Linked DNA regions of Pan troglodytes: region 2 is linked to region 1. A link is a contact called in public HiChIP or PLAC-seq data. All regions are on one chromosome and are shown on one strand. Each heading gives the region's core, a stretch centred on a gene start, on an enhancer-like site or on the middle of the called end of the contact. The rest is flanking DNA. Distances are from core to core; before and after follow the strand shown. Region 1 holds the start of DCPS (decapping enzyme, scavenger). Region 2 holds the start of KIRREL3 (kirre like nephrin family adhesion molecule 3).

Region 1 (5,047 bases), core at 750-3,249:
GAGGGAGACTCCGTCTCAAAAAACAAAACAAAACAAAACAAAAAACAGTACTTAATCATTATCTTGTTTACCTCATGTACCCCATTTGAATATACATTTTATGAAAGAAGAGGCCTCGTTGTCTTGCTTAGAACTAATAGCCGCTGGCACATGGAAAATGGAGACCTGGAAAGGTTAAGAGACTTTTCCAAAGTTGCACAGCTAGTCAGTGTTGGGGCCCGACTTCATGGCTCTCAATTATGGGCTCTTTTTGTTAAAACATAGCTACTTTGGCAGGGTGCGGTGGCTCACGCCTGTAATGCCAGCTCTTTGGGAGGCCCAGGCGGGCGGATCACGAGGTCAGGAGTTCGAGACCAGCCTGGCCAACATGGTGAAACCCTGACTCCACTTAAAAATACAAAAAGTTAGCCGGGAGTGGTAGCAGCCGCCTGTAATACCAGCTACTCAGGAAGCTGAGGCAGGAGAATCGCTTGAACCTTGGAGGCAGAGGTTGCAGTGAGCCGAGATCGCGCCATTGCACTCCAGCCTGGGGGACAGATCCTAAGTCTCTCCTAATAATGCTTTCTGCATCACACACACACACACACACACACACACACAAAGTAGTCCTTTTTTTTTTTTTTTTTTTTTGAGAGGGAGTCTCGCTCTGTCACCCACGCTGGAGTGCAGTGGCGCGATCTCAGCTCACTGCAAGCTCCGCCTCCCGGGTTCACGCCATTCTCCTGCCTCAGCCTCCCAAGTAGCTGGGACTACAGGCGCCCACCACCACGCCTGGCTAATTTTTTTGTATTTTTAGTAGAGACGGAGTTTCACCATGTTAGCCAGCATGGTCTCGATCTCCTGACCTCGTGATCCAACCTCGGCCTCCCAAAGTGCTGGGATTACAGGCATGAGCCACCGCGCCTGGCCCAAAGTAGTCTTTTATCCAACTCCTAATCTATATTTCTGGTAGAAGTAATCCAAAAATCAAACTAACACATGGTACACTTTGTTATTGACCAAAAACTGACTGTAAATTGCATCTTGTTGCTAATGTTGAGAATGGCAAAAACTGTCCCACACCCATGAGATCTGTCTGAAAACCTAAACTCAAATCACTGGCAAAATAAATGTGTGGCTGACTGAAGCGATGTAAGTACCAACTCTTTTTTTTTTTTTTTTTTGAGACGTAGTCTCGCTCTGTCGCCAGGGTGGAGAGCAGTGGTGCGATCTCGGCTCACTACAATACTCCGCCTCCCGCGTTCAAGCGATTTTCCTGCCTCAGCCTCCCGAGTAGCTGGGATTACAGGCGCGGGCCACCACGCCCGGGTAATTTTTGTATTTTTAGTAGAGACGGGGTTTCACCATGTTGGCCAGGATGGTCTCGGTATCTTAACCTCGTGATCCGTCCACCTCGACCTCTCGAAGTGCTGGGATTACAGGCGTGAGCCACCGCGCCCGTCCGTAAGTACCAACTCTTCACAAAATTTAGATCTGTTAAATAACACCAGTGAAAAACGGGCTAACCAGAAACAATGGTCACCAAAGAAACCCTCAACAGCAGAAGTTACAAGTAATAATTTTATATGGCAAAAAAAAAAAAAAAAAAAAAAGAGAAACGAAACCCTGGGAGACGAATCATACTGCAAATCATATCCCTGGGTAGCAGGGCAGAAATACAGGTAAACAAAATAGAGAGGAGGGGGATGCCTCTAGCCCGGAAATAAGTGGGTGATGGAGATGGTTCTTCTGGCCATATTCGTTTACCTTTCTTGTCAGCAGAGAAGTACTGAGTCTACAAAGTAAAAAACTGACCACGATGAAAATTTCTGCAAAGTAATTAAAATGGGAGAAAAATGGAAATGGCTTAAATACTCGGTATAAAAAATCGACCAAGGAATCAAATGGGCTCACGGATTTGCGTCAGAAACGTTGCTTCCCCGATAATTGGTCAACGTCGGTGTAACTATGATTAAAATGTCAGTATTCAAACAAGGCCTCCAACACTCCCGTGGCCCAAGGGCGTCTTCGGCTCCCACTCCCGGGCGTGGGCCTGCGGGTCCCTCTTCACTGCGCAGCCACCTCTAGCCCGCCGCTTTCGGGACTCTCAGCCTTCTTTTCCCTTCCCTGAAGGCCGGCCGGCACCACAACGGGGCCAAAGGCAGTAACTTGGTTGAAAGGCGCGCCCTGGGACAGGTCAGCGGGCTCCGCCATGCGCGGCACGCAGCCCGCAGGAGCGGGTGCCAGAGCAGGGTAGGCCAGGAGTTAGCAGCCCAGCCAGGCCGCTGGACTCGGGCTAGGGGCGGGGCCAGCGCAGGGGGCGCAGGCGCACACCGCCTCCGCGGCAGCATGGCGGACGCAGCTCCTCAACTCGGCAAGAGAAAGCGCGAATTGGACGTGGAGGAGGCCCACGCCGCCAGCACAGAGGAAAAGGAGGCAGGAGTTGGAAATGGTACCTGTGCTCCTGTCCGCTTACCGTTCTCCGGCTTCAGACTGCAGAAAGTGCTGAGGGAGTCTGCGCGGGACAAAATCATTTTCCTACACGGGAAGGTACCCGGAGGCAACCCTGAGGTGGGATGCGGGAAGCAGTGAACCAATCATCGCCTCGGAGGCAGATTTTTTTTTTCGGATCTCGGCTGGAAAATACCAATCATTATCACTCGGGGGAGGCGGGAGTGCGCCACTAGAATGCATAGAGGGGCGGTGAAAGGCGGCAAGATTGCCTTTGAAATTAAGGCAATGAACACATCTAGCTCTAATTTTTCTAATGTCTCCACTAGAAATATCTACTGGGAGAGTGCATTGCAGATTAAAGATCACATGTTACATTCCCCAAGCCATTCATCATCCATTTATGTATACAGGGACTAGGAACCCAGTAAATGTTAGATGTCTCGCTCATCCCTGTCCGTGGAAACGACATGAGACTGTAGGAGATGTGATCTCTGCCTTACGCGACTTCAGCCGTAACAGGAGAACAATATATTATAATTGTTAATTCAGTTCTACGCACGCACTTTCATGCATGCCAGACACTAAACTAGGTACTGGGGATGTGGAGACGAAAGTTACCATCCCTGATCTTCAGGACTACGGAATATTTCTGGCGAGACAGATACACACAGCTTGCTCCAATACCAACGTGCTCAGCAATCTGGCAGGGGCTGAGGAGAGATGGAGACCATTCCAGGAACTAGTGAGGAGGCCTAGCCAGAGCAGATATGGGGGTTCCCCGGAAACTAGTGAGGAGGACTAGCCAGGGCAGATAAGGGGGTTCCCCAGAACTACTAGCAGGAACTCTCACCTTTGGGAGGATCAGGGAACCTTGGCCTAGGCTTCCATGCCTCTGTGTGTATCTGGTTTTTAAATTTTTATTTATTTATTTATTTATTTATTTTTGAGACGGAGTCTCTCCTCTCTGTCACCCAGGCTAGAGTGCAGTGATGTGATCTCGGCTCACTGCAACCTCTGCCTCCCGAGTTCAAGCGATTCTACCTGCCTCAGCCTGCCGAATAGCTGGGATTACAGGCCCCCGCCACCGTGCCCAGCTAATTTTTGTATTTTTAGTAGAGATGGGGGTTTCACCATGTTGGCCAGGCTGGTCTCGAACTCCTGACCTCAGGTGATCCGCCTGCCTCTGCCTTCCAAAGTGCTGGGATTACAGGCGTGAGCCACCGCACCCGCCTTTTTTCTTTTTTTGAGATGGAGTTTCACTCTTCTTGTCCAGGCTGGAGTGCAATGGCACTATCTTGGCTCACTGCAACCTCCACTTCCTGGATTCAAGTGATTCTCCTGCCTCAGCCTCCCAAGTAGCTGGGATTACAGGCATCTGCCACCATGCCCAGCTAATTTTCGTATTTTTAGTAGAGACAGGGTTTCACCATGTTGGCCAGGCTGGTCTTGAACTCCTGACCTCAGGTGATCCACCCACCTCTGCCTCCCAAAGTGCTGGGATTATAGGCGTGAGCGACTGCGCTGGGCCTTGTTTTTTTTTGTTTTTTTTTTTTTGTTGTTTGTTTGTTTTTGTTTCTTGTTTTCTGTTTTTTTGTATGCGATTCTGTCTGGTTCTCTCACCCCAGCTGTCTTCAGTGTGCAGCACCTGTTGGAGGTGTTAGTCATGAGAGCCTTCGAGCTAGGAGTCACTTGGGAGACCTAGGTTCTAGTTTCTGTTTCAATGCTGACTGTTCATGTGACCTTGGGCAAGTCACTCAAGGTCTGTTTTTCATCTTCTGAAATGGGGAGAACTTGACAGAGGTCTTGTAAGCCTAAAATGGAAGACAACTGAGAAGCCTTGTATTCTGGGGAAGAAAGGTGTGAGAACTGCCACAAGGATTTGGGTGGAGATGCCTTCTCTGGCTGGGCATGGTGGCTCACACCTGTAATCCCAGCACTTTGGGAGGCTGAGGCAGGCATATCATTTGAGATCGGGAGTTCAAGACCAGCCTGGCCAACATGGTGAAACCCCATCTCTACTAAAAATACAAAAATTAGCCAGATGTGGTGGCATGCGCCTGTAATCCCAGCTACTCAGGAGGCTGTGGCGGGAGAATTGTTTGAGCCCAGGAGGTGGAGGTTGCAGTGAGCCAAGATCGTGCCATTGCACTCTAACCCGGGCAACAGAGTAACACTCCATCTCAAAAAAAAAAAAAGAGATGCCTTCTCTGAGAAAAGAAATGTGAAATGTGAGTGCTATTGGCTAGACTTCCCCAGAGGGAAGACTTCAGGGAAGGAAATCCCAAGTATTGGGATTTCAAAGGCCCCGGGAGCTTCTGTCTTGCTCTCCAGAGTCTCATCGTGATTCTGCCCTTGAGCCCACTGATGATGCCTCTGCTCACAGGTGAATGAGGCCTCTGGGGATGGGGATGGAGAGGATGCCGTTGTGATCCTGGAGAAGACGCCATTTCAGGTGGAACAGGTGGCTCAGCTCCTGACGGGCAGCCCTGAGCTCCAATTGCAGTTCTCCAATGATATCTACAGCACCTATCACTTGTTCCCTCCAAGACAACTGAATGGTGAGCAAGAGGTGGCCAGGGTGGCTGTATGGAGGGAGAATGGGATGATGGGAAAT
Region 2 (5,047 bases), core at 1,812-4,311, 700 kb after region 1:
ACCATTTTGTTGCATTCGCAAAGGCAAAGAGGCAATGCCAGGGCATCTCAGCCCGGCACCGAGAGACGCATCCATCAGTCCGAGTTCCCGAAGCCTGCCCACATTCCTGCCCACAGCCTCCCGCGCCCTGACAACCCAGCCGACTTTCTTCCAACTCCAGCAGCGCAGGGGTCCTACCTTGACTGAAGAGGAAGAAGCAGACGAAGAGCAGATCGAGCTGGAAGGGTTTCATTCCTTAGCGCAGCGAAGGAAAGCCGGCGGGGTAACTTGGCCGTGGTTAGTTTCTCTTCCTTGGCGGCTCTCGGTGCTCAGCCTCCGCCGGTCCTCTCGGGTTCGCGCCTACCATCTGTCCGTCCGTGGGTCCCTCCGGGTGGCTTCGGTCTCTTTGTGCCTCTGGGTATCTGCAGCCAGCCGACACAAACTGCCTGTTCTTAGCCGCCTCGGGAAGCCGGGATTGTCAGCAATGTCCCCACTCGGAGAAGATCCATTCTCTGGCTCTTGGCATCCCAGACACACGGCTTCCTCAGGCGGGCTCCTCCCACAGTGAGCGAGCGAGCTAGTGACGAGTGACAGAAGGACTCCTTTCACTGAAGCTGAGGAGGGGAGAGGGAGGGGAGACAGGTCATAATTAAAGAGGAAACACTCGGAAAAAGGAGATCTATGCAAAACGGACAGTGGGGGAAACGGCTGTGTTCTTTCTTTTCCCTAAATAGGGAAAAATTCAGCTTTTGTCACCATTATTGACCAAAAGGCATCTTGAGCTTGGAGTGGAGCTGTGACTTTCTGTCCACATGATGTCCTGTTTAACAGTGAAGTTAAGGATGACTATCCACATGCATGTGCACAAAAACATGCATGCCCTGCCTTTGCAAAGGAACTGGAAACTGGGCTGAAAGGGAACTAGGAAGGGGGGGTGCGCATCTTTCCCTCGGAAGGACTTGGCCAATGTGTGCAGCGGGAGGCTCGGAGTTGGAGGAGAGATAAGCATGCTTTGCATTTCTGAGAGTTTCCTGTGGGTGGGTGGGTGGTTGTGGTGGTGGGGGGGTAGGTAATAAAACCTGAACATTTGGATCTTAGTTTGCTTTGCACTGCTCCTGGAAGACAAAATGCAGGAACTAAAGGGAAGGCAAGTAGGCTTGTGACACACACCCATTTATTATCATTATCCTGGTTTGTGCATTTCCTAACGAGGACAGGGGAGCAGCCTGTCTTTGCATTCAGAGCCTCTCCTCTAATGAGCGCTCCATCACTCTGAGCCTGTCTTTTCTCCAAGAGGTGCTGTGAGTCCAATTGCGAAGGAGAGGCCAAGGTCATAGGCAACTGCCTCCTAAGGATCTTCAAGTCTTTTACCTATCATGAAATTCACACTCCACACTCAAATCAAACTCGATTTCCTCCAGGATATCAACATGAATTTATCTGGGTCTATTTACTTAATAGACATTTAGGCATGCTTGGTATAAGCAGGCCATGGAGGGAAGCAAAATAATAGGCACAGACCATGCCTTCAGAAGCTCATAATCTAGTGTGCAAGCAGAGTATACACACAAGATGCAAACTCTAAGGACATAACAAAGCAACACAGAAAAATATTCAACGTTATGCACTGTGAGAAGGAGAGGTAAAGAGAGAGGAGAGGAAAATGAAAGACGCTCCGCTGACGTGCCATTTAGCATTGAATTCTAAAATCAATCACTACTGTCTTCAGTCCCTGGACCTTGGGGAGGTCTTTTGGGAAACTCTTAGCCTTTCCTCTTTCAGTAGTAGCACATCTTTTGAGGACTCTGCTCACTACAAGGCACATTCCAACTCCAAGTTTCCATGCGGATGTTAACTTTAAAAAATTATCCCTTGGTATTTGTGAACAAGAAAGAAAGAAGCAGGGGCATATAGAAGTGTGCTTGTAGGAGCTGACACCTGGTAGTTGACACCAAAGATCTACAAATTAGTAGGTGTCTGCTTTGTTGACTTTTCTATTCTTAACTTAATAGTTTATTTAACTGCATCCCTTAGAGGCTGTTAAACATAACAAAGGGAAATTTGTAAGCAAACTTTGGGAGGAGAAACAGAAATGTTGAGCAACAGAAACTAAAAGGACACAAAAGAGGCAGCCCATTAGCTAAATTAACAAACAAGTTACTGAAGTAGTGTCAGCTGAGCCTGAGTCCATTAGCCTGGTGTAACAGATCATGCAATAAATGGAAGAGGCAAATCAGAAACACACAGAGGAGATAAAAAATAATTGTAAATAACATATGCCAAATAACACATTAAGACTGAAAATAACTCTATGTATAGCGCCGTCACCTTAGTAGTAGCTTTGCATTAAGCCTATGGGGTTATTGGGGAGAAATTTCAGGTGTCTGCGTGCCATTCTTGCAGGGAATGAGACAAACACTAGAATGCAGATTCTCTATCAAAGGTAGCAACATTTGATGTTTTAACTAAAGATTTATCCTTTAAGCTGTTGTTTAATTTTGAGTGCTAATTCCTCAATGGCCCAGGGCCCAGATTTGCTTAATTCAGCCCCCGAGGGAACTATTACAAAACCAGGGTCACAAGGCTAGTGAAGTGTGCAATACGCAATAATCAGGCACACGTACAGGCGTCTGCACTCCACGCTCGCACTGACTCTTGGAAAGAAGAGGTGGGCCTGGGAGATCCAGGTTGGAAGGATCTTGTTTCGCTCTCCCATTGGCCCCCAACACTGGCCTCATGGCCCCCTTACTGGCTCCAGGCATCCCCCTCACCCCCACCACCCAGCCAGCTGGGGCTGTTCCCCTCTCCACTCCCCTCTACTCCCTCCCTGTAACCTCCCGTCTCCCGCAGAAAGAAAGAAAGAAAGAAAAAGCTTGGATTAAGTGATGAGCTGCCCGCCTCTAAAAGGACCAGGAGGCGTATCAAGCCTGAGTGCCGGAAAACCCACGGCAATCTTCAGCAGCCACCACGTGGGGCAGAGAACGCGAGCAGTACCTGCAGGACCCACAGCCGGTCGGGCTCTGGCGCCAGCCTCGACGGCGGCCCCGCCATCTCCGCCCGGCTGCCCGCGGCCTCACCTCCTCCGGGGGCTCGGTTAGCCTCCTGGCGCTGCAAGGCGGCCTGCGCGCGGTTCGCTCCGGGGGAGGGAGGAGGAGGGAGGCGGCGAGGAGCCGACGGCTCCACCTGATGGAGAAGCGCGGAGAGTCCCTAGACCTCGGAGTGCGCTGCAAGAGGGGAGAGGAGAGAGACCGCCGCCCCTGCTGGAAGCCTTCGCGTCCGGGGGGCGGCGCGCGGGGGACGGGGTCTCTGGACAGTCGGTGGAGGCAGCAGCCCTACAGAGACAGCCGAAAGCCAGCAACTTGGAAAACCGCCCGAATTCTGGTTTTCTGCACATCCAGGCTGGCTCCAGGTCTCTTGTGCCCACCGTGCAAGCCGGTGGGATGCCAGCAGGTGGCATCCTCTCCAGCGTTTCTTCGCCAGGCGTGGAGTCCGGAGGCCGAATCCATCAGTCCCCAGCCCCCTCCCCAAGCCTCGGGTGCCAAGTGCTGGGTCCTGTGAGCCCCTGGCCCCGCCCCCCACCTCCGCCAGCGGGGCGAGCCGGAGCTGGATGGCCCAGACCCGCGCGGAGGCGGGAGCCTACAGAGGATGCCGGCCGGCCCCAGGTTCTGCTGCTGGCTGGCCAAGAAGTGACAGGAGGGCAAGGCTCCCCCGGAAAGCGTCCAAGCCCTGCTCTCCTGCTCTTCCAAGCCTTGCTGCCTGTTGCCCCCAGGGTTTTCTGAGTTCTGGGACGAAGAGAGTGATGCGCAAGGTTCTGGGTCCCGGTGCAGGAGTGAGGGGTACGGCTGTCGAGTGCTCGGAGCAGGCTGGCTTTTGGGCACACTGCAGACCTCAGCTCACCGCCACTTTCTCCTGACCTTCCTCGTGGCTGTCAGCCCAATGTCTAACATGTGTTATTCCCTCGCTTTGTTCAAAGGCCTGTTTTGGATACTTAAAGACATGTGGAATGACTATGAGAATTCCTGTTCCTGGAAAGTTTGTCCTCTAGTTGGAAAGAGGTATATACAGGTCTGTATGTGGGAAAATATTATAAAACATCTCACTGACATTTTAATAAGAGAAATTGCCCTGGATGGCATCTGTCTGGGCCCTTCCTTTTCATTAGAGATGCATCCTTCTAGGTTAGCTTGCTTGGGGCCCTGCAGGAAAGCTGCAGGATGAGGCAACAGTCCAGGGCCCCCACCTGGGCCCAGTGTCCCCACTGTCCTATCCTTCTCCATCTCCCCCACTGCCATGCTGGCCGGGCTCACAGTCACAGCTATTCTGTGTTCATGAGACACCATTATCACCAAGAAGAGGGAGCGGCTCTTTTAAGAGATGGGCAGTCATCATGTACAGAGAATTGCCTGCTTAATGCCTCTTCACAGTATTTGTTGCAGAGATACATTAGAAACCGCATTCCCTTTTTGTTTTTCATATATCCTGCCAGTACTGGTTAAACCTCTTTTGTCCAGGGATTTAACACATTTTGAACAGCCTCCTACTGGGAGTTCAGGGTAACCTGACTCTCCAGTCGTAGGTAAGTTAATAAGGACTCCAAGCTACGTACACTTCCAGAGACCAGATGGTCGTCAGAGGTCCTCGCTGGGTGGCAGCCTTTATGACCTGGGCAGTCACAGTCTTCTAGCCTATTTCTTTTTCATTTATCTGAACCAGATTTCTTGCTTACTTCTGTGTAGGTGGATTACGAGACCTTAACCCCTGCTCCCTGCAGTTGGTCTTTCCATTGTAGAGGGAAAGGGCTCAGAGAACCAGATATTCAACTTTCAGAAGCATCCCCTGAAGGGCAGGTTGTCTGCTCCCCTGATTCATTGAGGATCAGGCCTCATGGAGGGAGTCTGGTGAGCCTTTTGATGTGGCGCTGGCCTGGCCACTGCTAACCAATGTGGCCCCTTAATGAACCTGGGCACACCTTTCTTCATCTATTAAATGATGTGTTTGAGCCAGTGGATCTCCAGGATTCTTCAGAATCCTAAAATCACATTGTCTTCTGTTCCAGAGGCCACACCTT

The links. HiChIP or PLAC-seq counts read pairs in DNA pulled down with a chosen protein or histone mark.
Region 2: an H3K4me3 HiChIP or PLAC-seq map of stem cell-derived excitatory neurons shows a contact between it and region 1, with 7 times the contacts expected there. The contact joins the promoter of KIRREL3 here to the promoter of DCPS in region 1. A contact is called at or near these places in 1 of 7 Hi-C or Micro-C datasets (stem cell-derived neural progenitor cells) and 1 of 1 datasets of contacts at active chromatin or transcription factors (stem cell-derived excitatory neurons).

Annotation. Positions count from the first base shown.
Region 1 is chr9:128,238,696-128,243,742 of NHGRI_mPanTro3-v2.0_pri, forward strand. DCPS (decapping enzyme, scavenger) reads left to right here and starts at 2,000. Exons shown (of 6, transcript XM_016922497.4): 1 at 2,000-2,529; 2 at 4,817-4,991. The coding sequence starts at 2,329.
Region 2 is chr9:128,939,170-128,944,216 of NHGRI_mPanTro3-v2.0_pri, forward strand. KIRREL3 (kirre like nephrin family adhesion molecule 3) reads right to left here and starts at 3,062. Exons shown (of 17, transcript XM_016922484.4): 1 at 2,974-3,062; 2 at 178-593. The coding sequence starts at 232. It overlaps LOC101059748 (putative uncharacterized protein KIRREL3-AS3), which reads left to right and starts at 3,069. Exons shown (of 2, transcript XM_016922498.4): 1 at 3,069-3,258; 2 at 3,260-5,047. The coding sequence starts at 3,166. The coding sequence ends at 3,892.